Linked DNA regions of Mus musculus: region 1 is linked to region 2. A link is a contact called in public HiChIP or PLAC-seq data. All regions are on one chromosome and are shown on one strand. Each heading gives the region's core, a stretch centred on a gene start, on an enhancer-like site or on the middle of the called end of the contact. The rest is flanking DNA. Distances are from core to core; before and after follow the strand shown.

Region 1 (6,261 bases), core at 1,819-4,318, 90 kb after region 2:
GTTTCCTCTCTACCCATCCTTCCTGATTCAGCCTGAAAGATATGCAAAGGCTTCCGACAATTTTTAGGCAAGACTCCAGCAAATGCATTTTGTATCATGATCTAGAACACGCACAATCATACAAGCACATGTATTTTGTGAAGCATATGCATGCATGTACTTTGAGGTCTTCTGTTCCATTCTATGGTCACCTATTCCATCTTTCAGTGTTAATGACTCTCACTCTGAAACCCGAAGTCTGAAAGGCAATGTTCTTCACTGCTGATCTCCCCCAACAATTCAAGCTGCTCTCCACTCCCTAGGAACGAGCTCCAACATCTTTATCACAACCAACCATCCCATGCAGCTTCAGTTCGGCCAATCAACTGAGCTGTTGACACGTCCGGCACCTGACTACTGTGCATGTCGTTCCTCCTAGCCTACACATGCAACAGAAAACCTCTTTCCTTCCTTGTGGGGCATTGCAGATGTGGTCCCTCCGAGAGCTGTTTTGTGCGCCCCAGCAGAACCAAACTTCATTATGTTTCCATGGTCTTCAGGAATTCTTTCTTTCTTTCTTTCTTTCTTTCTTTCTTTCTTTCTTTCTTTCTTTCTTTCTTTCTTTTTTTTTAATGTAGCACAAAATGACTGCATGGCCCTGCTCATGTGTGAGAGAGAATGAGACAGAGACAGGGAGAGACAAGAGAGTGAGTGCGCATGAAAACATGTAGATGAATGCAGAGGTCAAAGGTCGACTGATGTTGGGCATCTTCCTCGATTGCTCTCTTCCATCTCATTTTTTTTTCTTTGAGTCAAGGAACTGAACTGGAGTTTATTGATTTGGTTAGTCAAGGTGGCCAGCAAGTTCTGGGCATCCTCCTGTCTCAGCTTCCCTAGTGCTGCAATTACAAATGCTAGCTTTTTACCAGGGTGCTGAGGACCTCCTCGGGGTCCAACTGAACCAATTCCCCAGCAGAAGGAATTAAAAAAAAAAAAACCCTTTCCTTTGTGATTATGGCCCTTTCTTTCCTTCAGCTTGTTCCTTTCCTCCTACCTCAATAAATGCCTCACAGAAGCAGGGAGATCTGAAGGGGTGAGAAAGAAATTGTCCCGTCTGGTTTGGCTTCATTTTCTTTACCAAGGTCTACAAGCTTGTCCAAGGTGCAGCACAATCCATTTGACTCAGAGGATGTTGGAAGGAGCTAGCTGAGGTGGAGACATGAAGATGGGGGTGGGGTGGGGAATGGTGGCCAGCTGAGGGGGCCAAGGCAGGGCAAGCTCCAATGTGAAGAAATGAAGGAAACAATACTGATTCCCAGGCCGACATGGAAACCTTGTTACCAAACAAGTGCTCTGTGGCAGTCTCAGCTGATGGGCAGCAGACACCCAATTTCTATCCATCTGTAGAATGGGATGAACAATTTGTTACCACCATCTACTTAAAAATAATGCTGAAGGGCTGGCAAAGATGACTTGGGAAGTGGGGGTGGTAAAGGCACTGGCTACCTAGTCTGATGACCTGAGTTCCAGTTCCAGAAATCACAGGATGGAAAGAGAGAAAGTTGTCTTCTGGCTGCCATAAGCAGCATCTCAAATAAATAAACAAACAAATAAATATTGTAACAAGCAAACAAACAAAAACTTCAACATAAATAACTGCCTAAAGAGCCCCGGTGTTCAGCAGTTCTAAAGTAATGGTGTATATATTTAATCATGGAGATCAGGGCTTGGGGAGGTCAGGGGATGTTAGGAAGGCAATGGGATTAACACATCTTTACAGCTAGGGAAGAGGAGACCAAGGCAGGCTAGTGACCTGCCCATGGTCACAGCCGATGAGCAGCAGAGAACAGAGCTTTTTATGGCAAACCACGCTGGTAACACAGAGAAGCACCCTGTGCTCCCATGAAATGCAAGGCTTTAAGGGCTCCACTAAAGCCCCCTAAAGCAGGCAAAGCACTGCCGCCTGCCTTGTCTTCCGAGGGAGGCTTCCCAAGCTAGCAGCCCTGCCCATAACGCTCTGCCACATGCCACATCCACTAATGGTCTCTTCGCAGTATTGTGGCCGTTACCAAGTGCCTAAGCTATTAACTCACCAGCAGCAGGTGCCAAATTGCCTCTTCTTCTGCACAAGATGTTCATTTAAAACCAAATTACACGTAAATCCTCAAGTGCCTGCTTATTTCCTTCAGCCTTTAGCCTTTTTTTTTTTTTTTTTTGGTGGCCCCCACCCCCTTCACACCCGGCTGCTGGATGTCTCTGAGATGACACGTGGCGTCTCTCCGCAGTTGTGTAGTGAGAAACCGGGCTGTGTGAACCCCAAGCTCGTGGGCTTCCCGAGGGGCACAAATAGAACTGGAAGGATGCTTCGGGACGCTTCCACATCAACTTGACCCTCTTCCGTGGAAACTGAGGCCAAGAATGCAAAAAGGGCTTGCCCAAGCAAGCTGGAAAGACCAAACTAGCATAAGTCTTTTGCTTTGCCAAAGAGGAATCTAAGCTTAGAGAGGTGGTAAGTGACCACCCCTATGCTGGATCCAAGCCTGGAATCTGAGAGGGCCAAGAGGCAGCCCTGGGAAGCAAGCCTTCCTGCTGTCTTATGGCGCTGCGTCCCCTGAGGCCTGGGTGCCCCCTGGCCCTTGTGTGCAATGCTGAAGTCGCTATGGGGCACGCGATGGGGGCGGTGGGGGGAAGAGGGCTAGGGTCCTGACCCTGCAGAAATCAGCTTCGAGGAGGGGCCCCACCTCAGAGTTAAAGGGGCCTCTGGTTGGGGACCCCGGACAGGGTCCGAATGCCTTCCCCCATTCAGTAGGATTATCCCTTTTGAATTGTTGGGGGCGGAAAAAAAAAAAAGCTACAGCTAGCGAACCCTGCCTGACAACACCGAAGGAATTTTTCCCAGGGATCAGCCGAAAGCTGACTCACATTTAAAGACTTGCCCAAAGTGGTCATGCCCCTCTGAGCAAATACCACAGGCATGTAAAACCTCGCTCCCCGCGGCCTCCGGCGGCCGCCCATTGGAGCGGCGCGGCGCCTCTTGGGCCACGCTCAGCCAATCGCAGCGCCGCGGCGCCGGGTTGCTAACCCGGCTGCGGGTCGGCGGCAGGCGCGGGCCGGGAGCTGTCACCGCTTGTTTCCTGTCCCGGGGGCGGGCGTGCAGCGGGTGGGAGGCCCAGGCTGTTTGTTTAGGCAGGTAAGGCCTGCTAAGGGAAGCAAAAGATCCAAGGCGGAGCCACCTACCCGGGAGCCCGCCGTAGGGCCTGGGAGAGTGCAGGCTTCAGGCAGGCTAGGGTGCATTCCTGGGCTGCCGCCCCACGCTTCCAGGGGCCCCGGTCTGGGCGACCCCTCTGCTATCAGGATGCTTGCAAGTCCCGCTCCCATTAGTCATTCCGTGACATCACCACCAGAACCCCAGCAGAGGGCAAGCCGGCCAGGGTATCACCCCAAAGAAGTGAAAGGGTTCTGGCCTGGCCACTGCCTGATCCAGGAATCAGCGTGCCATCTTCATTTGAGACAAGGCTGTTCTCTCCTAGCCTTGGCTGGCCAAGAAAGAATTCACCCTACAGCTCAGGGAGGCCTAGAATTTGTGAGGGCTTTTTTTTCTACCCTAGCCTTTAGAGTGGAAGTGCAGGAAAGATTACAGGCATGAGCCCTTTATGCCCGGCACAACCGTAGCTCTTGTCTTCTGTCAACCTAAATACATTTTTTTGTTGTATGGGGTTGTTTTTGAGATAGTGTCTCGTGTGTCCCAGGCTGGCCTTAAATCTACTGAGGATGACCTAAAATGTCTGATCCACCTCCCGGTTGCTGGGATTGTGGGACTATACAGTTAACACTTGGTTTTATGCAGTGCTGTGGATCAAACCCAGGGTCTCCTGCGGGCCAAGCAAGCGTGTCACTGAAGACCTAGAGCTCCCAGTCCTGTTTGCTCATCTCTAAAATGAGATATGTAGGCCAGCCCTCTTCCCAGGCCCTGGCTCAAAGCCTGGTTCTTATCTGGAGTATGCAAGGAACGTTGAGGTTTGATTCCAGTCCCTCTGTTCCGATTTCCCACAGAACCCCCCAAGTGCTTTCTTATTTGGCACATGGCATCTAGCCATTGAGTCAAAACAGAGGGTCCTCTCTTCCCTTCCAGCCTCCCTTCTGTCCAGCTGTGCAGCACAGTTTCATATCCCCTCTGCTTGCCTCTAGCGTTTGCACCACCTGCCCCATCACTTAGACACACCATGTTTCTTCCCTTGTCTGTTTTCCAGGTCTCTGCAGAAATGGTCCATTCTCTCTGTGCCTTAATTTTCTGTAGGTCCCGTTGCTGTCATTTATGTGGCATCCCAAACCACAATTGTAGTTTCTTCTGTTAGACAGGATAGGAACCACTGTTGGTTTGTTTTGTGCACCTCTTTAGTTCCTAGCATGTGATAATTATTAAATTGAAGTTATTTTTAGAAAGAAAAGAAAAAGTCTGAGAAGCAGAGCCTGGTTGTAGAGGTAAAGGGTGCTAGAACCTGGCTCTGCTCCATCGTTTCTGTTAGAAAATTAGATTATTGAATAATGTATCTTGAGGGGAGTCACAAATCAATGCTCAAACATAAGCCTGTCTCATGTGGATAAGGTAGCTTTGTTCTTTCCAGATGGGTAAAAGGTCCATTCATTTATTCGTTCTGCAAGTATGATGGGACATCTAACCTAAGCCAAGCAACCCAAAGGTAAACAAACTTCTGTGGAGAGCAAGGCCCTTCTTGAGAGCCTAGAGATCACTCGCCATCCAGAGCCTCCCTTGAAGCAAGTCGTCCATCTGGATAATTTGTTCTTTTCATGCCCAAACTGAAGCAAGCTTAGCTTGATCTTTGTCTTAGGCTAAAAGATGGATTCCTCAACACACAATGCCGTGTGTGTGTGTGTGTGTGTGTGTGTGTGTGTGTGTGTGTTTGTGTCATAAATCATAGCTAGTTTGGGGCCAGCCTGGGTTACATGAGACCATGTTTCAAAAATCAAAATCAAAAACAAACAAACAAACAAACAAGTATATTGCCAATGTTCCTTTAGATTAGCAACAACCCTTCTAAAGAAGGGTGCTCGGGGCAGTAAGTTCTATACATGACATGAGACTTTTTCTGGGTACCATTCTCTTGGCCAGGATCTAGAAGCTAGCTGACCCTAAGTACCCATAGACATGCAGACCTGCTCACACCGCTCCACCATACCACCAGCTGGCTGAGTGGAGCCTGATTAGAAGGGAGTGAGGAGCGGTGGCCCTTGGTTGAAGAAAGAGCACTCGGCATCTGGTCTTCCTGAAAGCTTTCCTACAATGAAGAGTTGGTTGACCTATCCCCCCACCCTCTTTGGTCAACTGATGTGCTAGGTAGGGCATGTGTTGTGCACATGAGCTTACAATAGGGAAGAAAATGAGCTGTGGTCTTTGGCCTCAGAAGCTTATAATCCAAGCTAGGCCTGGTGGTACAAACCTATTATTTCAGCATGTGGGAGGCTGAGGCAGGAGGACTCAGTTCAAACCCAGCTGGGGCTACAAAGCAAGATCCTTGATAAGATAAAAGAAAGCTTGCACTCCAGTGTGGGAAAGACTGGTATAACCCATCTTTTTACCAGTCCAACTAAACTCCAACCAACTGTACATCTATAATCACAAACGTGATTATATAATCACAAGGCGTGACCACATCAGTGTATAAAACCAAACCAAGGGCTGGTGAGATAGCTCAGCGGGTAAGAGCACTGACTACTCTTCCGAAGGTCTTGGGTTCAAATCCCAGCAATCATATGGTGGCTCACAACCACGTGTAATGAGATCTGATGCCTTCTTCTGGTGTGTCTGAAGACAGCTACAGTGTACTTATGTTAAATAAATAAATAAATAAATAAATCTTAAAAAAAAACAAAAAAAAAAACCAAAAAACAAAACAACAACAACAAAAACCAGGGGCAGGAGGATCTTGTACAAATAAGGAGCTGAGAAGGCCAGCCTGTCTGTAGAAAAGAGATGGAGAGGAAAGGCCAAAGAGGCCCAAGGTCCTGCAGCAGTATGTAGGATGAGTTCTCCATTATGATCCTGAGAGCAATGCTTCCTTAAAATTCATGGTGCCCTGGTTCTAGCCCCAGCACCACACACATACACACAAGCCTGTGCTGGATTGTGCTTACACACACACACACACACACACACACACACACACACGCACGCACGCACGCACGCAAGCATGCACGCACGCGCACACACACACACACACACACACACAGGCATGTACACACTCACCACATAAATAAATATGG
Region 2 (6,383 bases), core at 1,134-3,633:
GCAGACCTCTTCAGCTCCTTGAGTACTTTCTCTAGCTCCTCCATTGGGGGCCCTGTGTTCCATCCAATAGATGACTGTGAGCATCCACTTCTGTATTTGCCATGCACTGGTATAGCCTCACATGAGACAGTTATATCAGGGTCCTTTTGGCAAAATCTTGCTGGCATATTCAATAGTGTCTGGATTTGGGGGCTGACTATGAGATGGATCCCCTGGTGGGGCAGTCTCTGGATGGTCCACCTTTTCGACTTAGCTCCAAACTTTGTCTCTGTAACTCCTTCCATGGGTATTTTGTTCCCTATTCTAAGGAGGAATGAAATATCCACATGCTGGTCTTCCTTCTTGATTTTCTTTTCTTTTTTCTTTTTCTTTCTCTTTTTCTTTTCTCTTCTTTTCTTTTTCCCTTTCTTTCTTTCTTTCTTTCTTTCTTTCTTTCTTTCTTTCTTTCTTTCTTTCTTTCTTCCTTCCTTCCTTCCTTCCTTCCTTCCTTCCTTTCTTTCTTCCTTCCTTCCTTCCTTCCTTCCTTTCTTTTTCTTTCTTTCTTTTTTTCTTTTTTTCTTTTTCTTTTTTGAGACAGGGTTTCTCTGTGTAGCCCTGGCTGTCCTGGAACTCACTCTGTAGAACAGGCTGGCCTCGAACTTAGAAATCCACCTGCCTCTGCCTCCCAAGTGCTGGGATTAAAGGTGTGCGCCACCACGCCCCGCTATTTTCTTCTGTTTTGCAAATTGTATTTTGGGTATTCTAAGTTTCTGGGCTAATATCAAGTGACTTCTTTTGTGATTGGGTTACCTCACTAACCAGCAATTTTTCTATACCATTATAGTATTTTATCATGCTTACTGGTATACTGGTTGGTCTGCCCCAGAGGTCAGAGGTCCTGAATGCAAGTGAGGTGTGTGTTTGTGTGTGTGTGTGATGTGTATGGAAGCCTGAGGTAAGCTCTGGTGTTACTCTTGATGACATCTACCTGGGACCTGGGACTTGCAGCTTGGCTTGGCTGGCTCACCTGTGGAGCCCCAGGGACCTGCCTGTCTCTGCTGCTACAAGCACTGGGATTACAAGAGCGTATCACCTTGTCTGGCTTCTTACATGGATGCTGGGGTTTCAAGCTCAGGTCTTCACACATCACCAATTGATTTGTCTCCGCATGCCCCAGCTTTGTGCAAGTTTTTATGTGAACAGAAGTTTTCAAGACCTTTGAGTAATACCAAACCATCAACAAGATCACCATCATCGTCATTATCGTCATCATCACTGCTATTAATTGATTGAGACAGGGTCTCTCTATGTTGTGCTGGCTGACCTGGGACCTTGTGTAGACCAGGCAGGCCTCAAATCCACAGATATCTGCCTGCTTCTGTCTCCCTAGTGCTGGGATTAAAGGTGTGGACCACCTCTGCCCAGCTAGCTTGGCTGTGCATGGGTGTGTGCTAGTATCTCACCGATATTTGAATTTGCATTTTCCCCAGAGCCTTGCTGTAGAGTATCTTTATTTGTCATGAGTAGATCATTGGTGGAGTGAATGCCAAGGTCTTTGATCCTTGAAATTGAGTTGGTTTACTTTATTTAGATAAAATATTATTTTTGGACATTTTCATACATATATAGATTTTTATTTTTACAATAGCCTTTTGAAGTTGCTCTGAGGTAAAAATATCATCCTAATTTTATTCCTAGGTTGGAGTGGTTAGCAGTGCCTAGGGATAGCTTGCCTTAGGTATACCCAGGTGGCCAATCTCTCTTGCTTCCTCTTTCCTGCATCTGGGCCCTTTCAGTGGATCACCAGGTGGCCTGTCCCCCCACCCTTCCACTCTAGTTTTTCTGAACACAGCTGAGGACATGATACCAGTTTTCTGCTAATCCCAGACAGGGTTCCTGGAATCAAGGTGGGGAACCGAGGACACCTCAGAATAACCCAGGGCCCTGGCTCAGGACTCCACCCACAGGAAATCCCCTGCTCTGTGGCCCCCGAGTGTCAGTTTTGAAGGCTGCTCAGCCAGCCAGCCATGTATTAGGACCTGCTCAGGACTTTTCTGGACCTTTCTCTGAGGCTGACAGTGAGTGGCCATCCGTGAGTGGAAGTGGGCTGTAAATTCTTTTGACGGCCACGGCTTTTGCTTCCGGGGAATTCCATTCTCAGTCTATAAAGCCCCCACAGACATCAAAACGTGCTTTCTTTCTTTCTTTAAAATTGGGAAGTTCCTTACAGCTGTCAGAGTAATGAGTGTCCTGTTTCCCTTATGACTCCTTTTTACCCCCTGGGCTGTCCCGTTCAGCCCACTCCCCACAAGCCATAACAAGAGTCACCATTAAAGAGTTGTTAGTTTCAGTTTCTGGAGGGCAAACTCTGACTTCCTTTTACATTGTTTTAGTTCATTGCTACACATGCGAACAATGCAAAAGCAGGCCTTCCTCTAAATCTGGATGAAGTAGGCAAAGCCTTGCGGCACTCACAGAACTGCCCACCTGGGTGCGTGCGGCACAGGGCCGATCGATCTTGCCTCATGGTCCGTGGACCACCGAGCATCACCCTCTCTGCCTTGACTCCCAGGCCTGCTCCCCTAACCTGTAAGTGTGCAAACTGGCTCACCTGTTGGAAGAATGGAGTCTGAAGATCCCACCCCTGCCCCTACCGGCAGAAAAGTGTGCTCTGGGGTCCCAGTTTGCAGAGCGTAGCCTAGGGTTGAGAAGTATCTCTAAGGGCAGAGCTCTAGCATAGCAAAGGAGCCAGAGGGACCAGAGCAGGTACCATCTACTGAGAGGTAAGGGGTAGAGTGCTGGGGTTACCTTTCCTCGCCCACCCAGAGAGAACCAGTTACCATGTCCCCTTTCCCTTGCAGACATGCAGACTACATGAGTCGCAAAGAACAAAGGTACTGTTCGGAAGGTCATTTCCCCTCCCCACGCAGTGAATAATACCATACTGTATGCATAGTTCTGCAACTGCCTTGTGCTCGCTTAGACTGAACTGAGGCCTTTTTTCCACATGATTCTGTGTTTTTAACTGCCACCTGGTACCCCGTGGGTATGACTATACTGCCGTTTCTATAAAGACAGGAGTCATTGCTTCAGACCGGGGGGTTTACACTACTATATCTACTATTACACGTGCATTCCTTAAAAATGCCGCGTGCCATAAAATTGCTCACTGAAGGTAACAGCATAAAGCCTCGGAATTGGTCAGTACTGTAAAGCCCACATGGCTTGGCTATAGAGCATTAACAAGACTAGTAATCGACACTTCAGGAAAGCAAGCAGCACTATGTGAGGAGACTGCCTCTGGGGACATTAAAACCCATACAGACCACTCATGTAGGAGCTGCTCTGCAGGTGTCAGGACCATGAGCCAGGTGGGCACAGGAGGAAGTGCAGGCTACCTTCAAGGATGCTCTCTTTGGGGAGTGAAGCCCGGTTGCAAGGCTGCCTTTGCTATTGTCTTAAAATGGAGCAGAAGGAATTCTTCCTGCACAGGAGTCAAGCTGATGGCTTTTCCCTATCTGCTGCTCAAGTATCAGGGTGTCTCCCCCCCACCTCTGTGCCCACCCTTCCACCCCCTCCCATCCTTCCCAGTTTCCGTGCCTGCCTGCCTCAGTTTGTAAAATGACCATCTTCTTCACTGCCAAGGTGGCCGAGCTCTTTTTCCACAAATCTATTACATCAAGGTGACAGGCATGTGGTACACACCTGGGAAGTGTTTGAGGCAAGGGAAGAAGGGGCGGGGAAGGAAACGGAGAGAAACAAAAATAAGCAAATACAATAGTTTTGGTGGTGGGGTTTGCTGATCTGCCATTTGCCAATGTGGAAACTGCTGAGCTGCAGGCTATCTCAGATCTGCAAGTAAAAGGTGCTCCAAGCCGCATGGGAGAGCTGTGCCTCAGCTGCCCTCAGGCCCTGGGCTGTGTGGGCTCCCGAGGTAAAGCCTACCTAGTTGGAGAAATTAATATCAGGTGCTTCCCCCACAGTGGATTTCCCTACCTTTAAGGAGGAAAGATTATTTAAAATCTTGTTTGAATTTTGTGAAGTGGAAATTCCCCTCCGTGTAACTTCTCACTTGCCTCAGTCTGAGGGGATGCATTGTGTTAGGAGGGTCTCTGAGGGGGTGCGTTAGGAGGGTCTCTGAGGGGGTGCGTTAAGAGGACTGAGACCCCGAGCATAGAGTGGCCGTAGGATCCTCGAGCGATCATCCAGCCCATTCTTTGAGCTTCTCTTCTGGTCTCCTTGGGAAGGCTTGTGGATGGCTTTAGCTTCAGAGATGCAGGGGGTGGGGGAGGGGAGGTAATGGTCCTGATACTGCTGAGTTCAAGAGTGCCGGGACATTCTCTAACTTCAAATCCACAAGCACCGTCTCCTTCATGCAGTCCCTTCTACTTTGACTCTCTGAAGGCCTCTCAGGAGCGTGCTTGCTTGCTTATGTGCTGGGGAGAAAGCCAAGGTCCCTGAGCATGCCAGGCAAGTCTTTACCATGGAGCTCCATCTTCAGCCCCCAAAGTATGCTCAGAGGGGTTCAACCTTTGGGGATCAAAAGACCCTTTCACACAGGCTGCGTATCAGATATCCTGCACACCAGATATTTACATTACAATTCACAACAATAGCAAAATTACAGTTATGAATAGCAATGGAATGACTTTATGGTGGGGGGGGGGGTGCTCACCACAATATGAGGAACCATATTAACAGGTTGCAGCGTTAGGAAGCTTGAGAACCACTGTCTTAGGATGTCTGTGTCTTGCTGGGTTTCAGGGCAAGAGATAAAGAGTAACCTGCCAAGGGCCAACACCACTGAGTGTGAGGAAGACTTGAACCCAGATCTTCTGCTCCAGGGAAAGTCATGAGAGGTCGGCAAACATTTCCACTTCAGAACAAAGCAAGAGGGCATCTTCCGGTGTCTTACATACGTGGGCAAACTAGATCATGGTGTTAATAACCCTTCAGGCAAGTGGCCAAGTACAGTCCTTCAAATCCCAGGGAGACTTGGATATACCAACAGCACTGTTCCATTCTACAATTTAGAAAACAGGTTCAGCAGATTTAGGAAACCTGCCCAGTCTCATAGCAAGTAGGAGTTCACACCAGGATTTGATCCTAGGTCCATTCACTTGGAAACACCTCGTATTTTACACAGCATGAAGTATGGGGTTAGAGGTATAATGTGAAGCCGTCCACTGAGCCCTCCTCTCAGGACTTATAAATGAAGTCACAATGTGTGGTTAGTCTAGTAAAAGCAGTCTTTTTGGTGTGTCTGACCAAGACATCATGATTCTGTGTCTGAAAACCTGGGGACTGCCAGCAAAATTCCCCCTGAAAGCAGATGCACAGAGCCTGTTGGGAGGCAAAAGCAGCAGCTAGTTCCCAGAACTGAATGTAGGAACCTGTGACCTTTGATGGTCTCAGGGTTTGTCACAACAGCCAGTGACCATGTCCTTTGGTGAAGAATTTTGCCATTCTTGTCCCAGAAACCTGGCAAGGAATCCCAACTCAGGGATCTGGTTCCTTTGGGGGCAGCTTGGCCAAAGACTGTCCTGGAGGAAATGCTTCTTCTAATATGATAGTATCATGGTGACCCTACGGGTTCCTTTCTTTTGAGAAGTGTGACTATCAGGGGTACAGTGAGGTGTCTTCACCATTTGGCTACATGTCCTGAGTTACTGAATTATGTAGGGACAAAGAACCACTCCGCATAGACACGGATTGCCCACGTGAAGCCCTTATAAATCCTGGTGCTAGGCTTGTGAGTCTCCATCCTTGAAGGAACACACTCTGCATTCACGTTTCCCAGCTCTGAGAGGCAGCAGAGGATGCTCAACTATTCCTTTTGGGCTCCGGACATCCCCACTGTCTGCCTTTTGATTCCTAGATCTTATCTTCCTAAAGCAAAAGAGAAGAAGGCGTTAAGGATGGTTACAAGGGGAAGATCATGAATGATATAAATTGAACAATGAGTAAAGCTGGAAAAGGGGCAGGAAAGGGAGATTTGGTGGGATTATTGAGCGCCTGGAGAGGAAGACTGGCAAGATACAGGGTGGAGTTTGGAATGGATGACAGGAGACTGAGAATATGTTGGGGGGTGAGATTACTGGTAGCAACAAAGTCTACTGTACAACCAGCCATGGGAACAGATAGCTGGGAAGGACCAGAGGACAGGGTTATTGGAGAGAAGGTATCCAAGCAGCCAGGCTTACTTCATTTAAAAACCTTCATGAGTGCGGGGATGTGGGAAGGACCAGAGTGCACGAATGAGCAAGGAACTAGAATCGCAGAGGGATAAGAGAGTGGGTGCCAGCCATGCTAGAGGGTAGAGATATATGTGTGAGTATGTGCAAGAACAGGAGCTCTTCCTTGTTCTGAGGGTAGATTGAAAGAAGAGCCTCACACACGCCTGC

Evidence for each region. HiChIP or PLAC-seq counts read pairs in DNA pulled down with a chosen protein or histone mark.
Region 1: a contact with region 2 is called in an H3K27ac HiChIP or PLAC-seq map of thymic regulatory T cells, with 1.8 times the contacts expected there. The contact joins two enhancer-like sites. A contact is called at or near these places in 1 of 15 datasets of contacts at CTCF or cohesin (large pre-B cells), 8 of 484 Hi-C or Micro-C datasets (CD4 T cells, CD8 T cells, LSK cells and 3 more), 5 of 115 datasets of contacts at active chromatin or transcription factors (CD8 T cells, bone marrow-derived macrophages, microglia and 1 more) and 2 of 9 other capture datasets (embryonic tail and embryonic trunk).

Annotation. Positions count from the first base shown.
Region 1 is chr6:127,327,368-127,333,628 of GRCm38.p6, forward strand. No RefSeq gene overlaps it. Among named protein-coding and RNA genes, the nearest start is that of Gm52919, 9.3 kb to the left of the region's middle. Within about 2 kb of position 3,069, at least 227 of the 459 cell types and tissues checked have an H3K27ac peak or open chromatin away from gene starts, as enhancers often do. A contact at or near this core is called in CD8 T cells, bone marrow-derived macrophages, regulatory T cells and 1 more, where this site is marked.
Region 2 is chr6:127,237,993-127,244,375 of GRCm38.p6, forward strand. No RefSeq gene overlaps it. Among named protein-coding and RNA genes, the nearest start is that of Gm38404, 67 kb to the right of the region's middle. Within about 2 kb of position 2,384, at least 87 of the 459 cell types and tissues checked have an H3K27ac peak or open chromatin away from gene starts, as enhancers often do. A contact at or near this core is called in CD8 T cells, bone marrow-derived macrophages, regulatory T cells and 1 more, where this site is marked.